Linked DNA regions of Ovis aries: region 1 is linked to region 2. The links are chromatin contacts, called in public Hi-C maps. All regions are on one chromosome and are shown on one strand. Each heading gives the region's core, a stretch centred on a gene start, on an enhancer-like site or on the middle of the called end of the contact. The rest is flanking DNA. Distances are from core to core; before and after follow the strand shown. Region 1 overlaps WNK1 (WNK lysine deficient protein kinase 1). Region 2 overlaps NINJ2 (ninjurin 2).

Region 1 (3,220 bases), core at 397-2,896, 180 kb before region 2:
TGAATTATGAAAACTTAAAGAAACTGTAATGTTGATCTACTCTCAGAACAATCAGAAGACTAATCACACACGAGCCAAATGAATTATAATATTCTACCTACCATTAAGTAATATTTAATTTTTATATTTCCAATATATAGTCTACTTGTCTTGATAAGTACTCTTATTTTCTGAGACATGCAACATTCATTTCAGTTTTAGCGATTATTATATCTCCTCATAAATGGTTGATTAAATTTTAAATACTTGAGTACCCCATGTCAGGCAATAGGATACGACAAACCTAAGAGACAAGTTTCCTGCTAGTCTAGACCTTCCAATGTAAGAGGCAGAGGCATTAACTTCATTAGATATTAAAAAGAGAAAATACTTTTATTTGTATTTATGAAAAGAGTACTTGGAGAGCAAGTACTCGCTATAAGACCCAATTCTGTGTGCACAAGCTAGTGTTGTCCTCACCATAGCAGGCTACCCTAAGCACTGAGATCATGGGCATGGAGCTCTAGTGTTAGAATACCTGAATTGCTTAAGAACGCAAGAGTCTGTAGAAAGTGCTAAAGGTAAACTTGGAAATGCAGGATATAGACTGGAGGCAAGGAGGCTCAGAACTTTAATAACCTTGAGCTACGAGATATAAACTAACTTAAATGTGTTTATTCAACCAGAGTTTAGAGCCTCTGGAAAGTGCATCACTTATAGTAGACCACTGCAGCTGAAACTTGGAATTTACATTGTACAGGATAAGGTAGTTTACAGTACTTAGTAGTAAACAAAATGTTTTCTCTCAACTGGTATAGCCAGAAACTTGTCACTAGAGGTTAACCAAGACTGTGGCATAAGCACTCTACATTGTTACTTAAATTTTGATTTAAAATCTACTTAAAGATTGTTTTTATGATATCCACGAGTATTTTAATGTATACAAGACTTGTAAACCTTTTCTCCAGAAAACTCAAACCAAAGTAATTTATTCATGTCTTTCTCTACTGCCACCATCCTATTTCATTCAAGCTGTCACGATCTCCCTCTGGATTTCTGCAGTAAACCTACTAGCTGTTTCCACACATCTAATCTTATTACCCCTGTACAATGTGTATTCCACTCTATCCAAATACAGTCAGAATATTTTAACATCAATTTAATCAATTCTATGGTATGACCACTTCATTGATTCTTAGAAATGTCATTTTCCACATTTTTAACATCTCTGAAATTAGAGTACATCATACAATTGGAATCTTAGACTCGGTGAAGTACCGTATGTCATAATCCTGTTTAAAACTCTCTAATAGCTTTCTGCAGCCTTTAGGATAAAGGTGGAAAACCCCTACAACCTACAATGCCCTACATGATACAATCCTTGCCCACTCTTAGAGCCTTTTTCTTGTCACTCTCAGGTTTCCCTTCTCAAGCATGGCAGCTTCTTCCCATTCAGGTCCCTCACACATGCTTCCTTCTATACAGGATGCCCTTCCATGGAGCTTTTATGCCCGGTTAAAGTCCAGTCATTCACACAGGGATAGCACTGTTGACTGCCCCCTACTCTAGGTTAAATCATCCCCTTCCGCCTAGCTGTACAGTGACATGAACCATCTATATGCCTCTTTCAGAGCTCTTAGTCACAAGTAATATTACAGTGAGGCTTTTTCTAAAAGCAGTGACAAAATGCCTTTTCAGTGTTCTATCTTTAGCATCTGACAATCTAGCATTGTTCAACTGCCATGTGTTAAGTGAATTCATGAATGTGCTTTCCAAAAAATAAAGTGTGTGTACATTCTTCACAAGTAGTTAGCATTTCCTCAGGAATAAAAAAAATTCTTATGACTTAAAAAAGAAAGGTAAGGATTAAATTTGGGCCTCTGAGACTCAGTAAAACACAACTCAAACACTACGACCCATCTGCAAAGGTCAAGGCTGCCATCATTTTGATTTTTTAAAGGATTTGTTAAAAGCTATTGTAAAAAGTCTGCCAACTACTCATTTATAGGAAAATATAAAGGGGGGGGCACGCTAGTAACAAAACAGGGACGTCTTACTCAACAAAAATCTACAACCAATTTTCTTCTACAGAATAAATACTCTGAATGCAATTTTTATCTAATTTTGCCTCAAAGTCATCTATACTGTAAATGGAGACTATTTTATGTGTCTATTATAGATTTTTATCCTCCCTGAAAGCTACTGATGACTTATTTTAAGGGAATCTTGCTTTAAGTCTTTAACATTAGAAATATGAGCACAGGACTTCCCTGGTGGTCTAGAGGTTAACTTGGAATGCAGGGGACATTGGTTTGATTCCTGGTTCAGGAAGATTTCTACATCCCGAGGAGCAACTAAGCCCGTAAGCCACAATTACTGAGAGCACCTGCAGCAACCACTGAGCCAGCACCTAGTAACTACTAAAGCCCTCAGGCCCTAGAGCCTGTGCTCTGCAACAAGAGAGGCCACCACAATGAAAAGCCCACACGCCATAAAGTAGCCCCCACTTGCTGCAGCTAGAGAAAAGCTCATGGGCAGCAATGTAACACTCACCACACCCAAATATTAATATAGATTAAAAAAAACTATGAATATAGATTACCAACTAAGTAGAGAAAAAGTCCAACCAAGTAATTTGGTGTTTCTTTCAATAATCTGTTAACTTGCTCTAGGACTTCTTAATCTAGGACAATTTCATATCTCAGAGAACTATACTATTTTAGCACCCACAAGAATTTGTAAAACAATGTAAAAGAGATCAAAACTAACACAAGCACACAGACCATAAGAACACCTGGGGCTTTTTAATTAATATTTGTCAAGTGTTTGCTATTTGCACTAACTGGTGGTTGTACTTCTGTTCCCATTCTCAGAAAACCCATGAGATACAGAAATTTAGTCTTCCTCAAATTCACAGAAGCACAAATTAAATGAAGATTTGATTCACAGCTCATGTTCCATTCACTAAACTAGACAAACATATCTTAATTTTTATATAGCTCCTAGAACATTTTTCTTCTCAGAAGAGCCATGTTGATATTTGTTATTAACTAGGGACCACTGAAAAGAACTAGGCACTTTACTGAATTATAAATTATAGTTGAAGGTAAAACAGAAGGAGTATACATTGTTTAAATACTATCATTTGTCAAATATAACAAAAAAGAAGTAAACTCACAGATACAGAGAACACACTTGTGGTTACCAGCGGGGGAGGGGGCCAGTATGGCATGGCGGGGAT
Region 2 (3,106 bases), core at 363-2,862:
GGCTCAGTGGTAAAGAACCTGCCTGCCAATGCAGGAGACGCAAGCGACGTGGGTTCAAACCCTAAATCTGGAAGATCCCCTGGAGGAGGGCATGACAACCCACTCCAGTATTCTTGCCTGGAAAATTCCATGGACAGAGGACCTGGCAGACACTACAGTCCATACGGTCGCAAAGAGTCAGACAGGACCGAGCATGCATGCAAAGACTGTAGTGGTTAAGGACACAGCCTCCAGAGCCTGTCTGGGTTCACATCCCAACTCTTAAGATCAACAGCTGGGTGATCCCAGGGCAAAAGCACCGAACTGTTCTGAGCCTCACCCATCTCGTCTGTACAATGGGTGTTGTTAAAGGAATTCAGGGACAGCTGACTGAAGGAAGGGTCTAGCACAGAGCTTAGACGGTGGCAGGCATGTGAAGCGCCAGCTTCAGTGTGGTAGCGCGGAGTCGATGGACGGCGCTCACACTAGCTGCGTCGGAATCCCCTGGAGGCTTGTGAAAACACAGATGGCTGGGTTCCAGCCTGCGTCTCTGACTCAGAAGGTCTAGGGTGGTGTCTGAGAATCTGCGTTTCCAACAAGTGCCCAGGTGCTGCTGTTTCAGGGACCACAATTTGAGAACCACAGGTGTGTAACAGAAAAGAGAATTCAGGTGTAGGGTTCTGGCGCTAGGACTGTCCCTTATTATCTGGTGACTTTGCGCAGCTAATCTCTGAGCCTCAATATCTTTACGTGTAAAATGGAACTGTTAATTCCCACTTCACAAGAATTCCCTGGCAGCCCAGTGATTAAGATTCCGGGCTTTCATTGCCAAGGGCCCAAATCCAATCCCTGGTCAGGGAACTAAGATCTTGCAAGTCGCTTGGTGTGGCCAAAAAAAAAGAGAAAAAATCCACTTCATGGGGGTCAGCCTGGTATACGGTATTCTCAGTATTCAGTTATCATTGTTTAAATTCTGGCCAGCGTGTTGGTCCTGGAAGGATGGGGCGGGGTTACCACGAGCAGAGGTGGGTCAGGAGTGCTTGGGGAATGCTGCCAAGAACCCCAAAGCCAGGAGCAAAGTGCCAGGTGGGTCTCGAAGCCCCCAGGCCACATGCTTATTGGGAAATAACCCCTGCTCCATTTCTTCGGCAGTTTCTGTGTGGCAAATCCACACAGAACCTTGGTGGCGGTTGGGGTTTGGGGGGTGGGGGAGTAATTTGGCTGCACTGGGTCTGAGTTGCAGCACGTGAGATCTATCCCCCCCGGCCAAGGATCGAACTCAGGCCCCCTGCATTGGGAACTCCGAGCCGTACCCACTGAAGCGCTAGGAAGTCCCTCTCACCCGCCTTTTGTCAGAAAGTCACCTCACCTCAGCGGGATCAGCGGCCCTCCGGCCCAGCCGCGCGGTGCGCTGCCGCCCCCTGGCGGACGAGGAGGCGCTGCACACCCTCCCCCGGCGGTCTCCGAGCGGAGTCGAAGTGCCGGCGGCAAGGCCCGCGGGCACCTGGGGGAGCGCTGGCGCCTCGCAAGGCTGCGCCCCCCGCCTGAGAGGAGACTTCTGGACCAGTTGGGTGTTATTACGGGAACAGCCCGCGGACACCCCACCCGCGGTGGATTAGAGACTGTTGACTTTTAAGGGCGAGACCCATTGCGCTTGGCACAGCAAGGCTGCAGGCTGAGTGCCGGCCCCAGACACAGGCCTCGGGGCTCCGGGCCTTTGCGGGCTTTGGCCTGAAGACCAGTGGCAGCGGCCAGCCTGAGTCATTGTTCCCTGAGGCCGGGAGAAAGGGCTACCCCTGGGCCAGGGGCTTCAGTTTGATATTCACTGTCCAAGCACCACGCCCCTCACCCAGCAGTTCTTGGGTCTGCAACCCCACCCTCAGAGATCCCTCTTTTTGCCTTTTCTGGAAAAACTCCTTGAAGTAAATCCTTCATATAAAAAAATTCAATGCTGTCATCATTTTCTGGTGCCTTTAATGTGGGCAAGCCACTGAACCGGGCACCGTGGGGACCCAGGAACATGGAAGATGCAATCCCCCTAGGAAACAGGCACTGGAGGGGCCTCCTGGAGAGGAGGGTCTAAGAGGGGAGGGCTGACCTGGGGGTGGGGGTCCACGGGGAAGAAAGGCCTTCAGCCCTGGAGGGACTGGAGCTGGCGGAAGGGTGGGGTGTGTTCAGGCACGGTGAGTCATGTGGTGTGGCCCGGGAGGGAGGGTGAGTCTCAGCCCCTCCCGGGAGGGAGGGGAAACAGGACACAGGCTGGAGAGGGAGGTGGGAGCCAGCCAGGCAGGGGGTGGGGGTGGGGGAGTCGGGTCTGCACAGCAGGGAACCCAGGGTAGGTGGGCTTGTCTGAGAAGCTCCCTCCCTGAAAGAGGCTCCCGTCAGGTGAAGAGAAAGGTTTCCAATGGGATGGGCGTGTGTGAGCATTTAGTGTTCTGACTCTTAGCGACCCTAGCAACCTCATGGACTGTAGGCCCCCAGGCTCCTCTGTCCATGGGCTTTAGCAAGGATACTGGAGTGGGTTGCCATGCCCTCCTCCAAGGGATCTTCCCGACCGAGGGCTCGAACCCACGTCTCTTACATCTCTTGCATTGGCAGGTGGGTTCTTCACCCCTAGTGCCACCTGGGAAGCCCCCCTTGGGTGCGGAACCATTTCAAAGATGGGTGTGAGGGGCTGCTGAGATGACAAAGGGGAATCTTGAAGTGTGGGCGGGGCCAGGCCAAGTCAGAACCCAGCACTCAGTTGCCTCTCCGCCCACAGGTGGGAGTGTGGGCCTGTGTGGGAGGGACTTCCCTCTCATCTCCTTGCTCTAAGACTTCAGTCTTCAAAGCACATTCACCCACATTATCTCATTGATCTTTGCAACAGGCCTCTGAGCTAACCAGGGCCTATTATTCTCATTTTACACACGGAGAAGCTGGGTCCCAGGTGAGACAGAATTCTGCTTTATATTAATTATTGACCTCCTGAGGTCCATATTTCTTTTTCTAAATTGCGACCCCATGGACTGTAGCCTACCAGGCTCCTCCCTCCATGGGATTCTCCCGGCAAGAGTACTGGAGTGGGTTGCCATTTCCTTCTCCAGGGGATCTTCCCTACCCAGGGATCAAACCCAGGTCTCCAAGC

The links. Hi-C and Micro-C count contacts between places; a contact is called where the count stands out from the background.
Region 1: a Hi-C map of liver shows a contact between it and region 2, with 5 times the contacts expected there. The contact joins two enhancer-like sites. A contact is called at or near these places in 15 of 16 Hi-C or Micro-C datasets (blood, hypothalamus, liver and 7 more).

Annotation. Positions count from the first base shown.
Region 1 is chr3:213,460,452-213,463,671 of ARS-UI_Ramb_v3.0, reverse strand. The region is part of intron 1 of WNK1 (WNK lysine deficient protein kinase 1); the gene reads right to left. Among named protein-coding and RNA genes, the nearest start is that of TRNAC-ACA, 43 kb to the right of the region's middle. Within about 2 kb of position 1,646, at least 6 of the 54 cell types and tissues checked have an H3K27ac peak or open chromatin away from gene starts, as enhancers often do.
Region 2 is chr3:213,282,242-213,285,347 of ARS-UI_Ramb_v3.0, reverse strand. All of the region lies in intron 1 of NINJ2 (ninjurin 2), which reads left to right. It overlaps LOC121819225 (a long non-coding RNA gene), which reads right to left. Exons shown (of 4, transcript XR_009600028.1): 1 at 1,349-3,106. Among named protein-coding and RNA genes, the nearest start is that of NINJ2, 62 kb to the left of the region's middle. Within about 2 kb of position 1,612, at least 14 of the 54 cell types and tissues checked have an H3K27ac peak or open chromatin away from gene starts, as enhancers often do.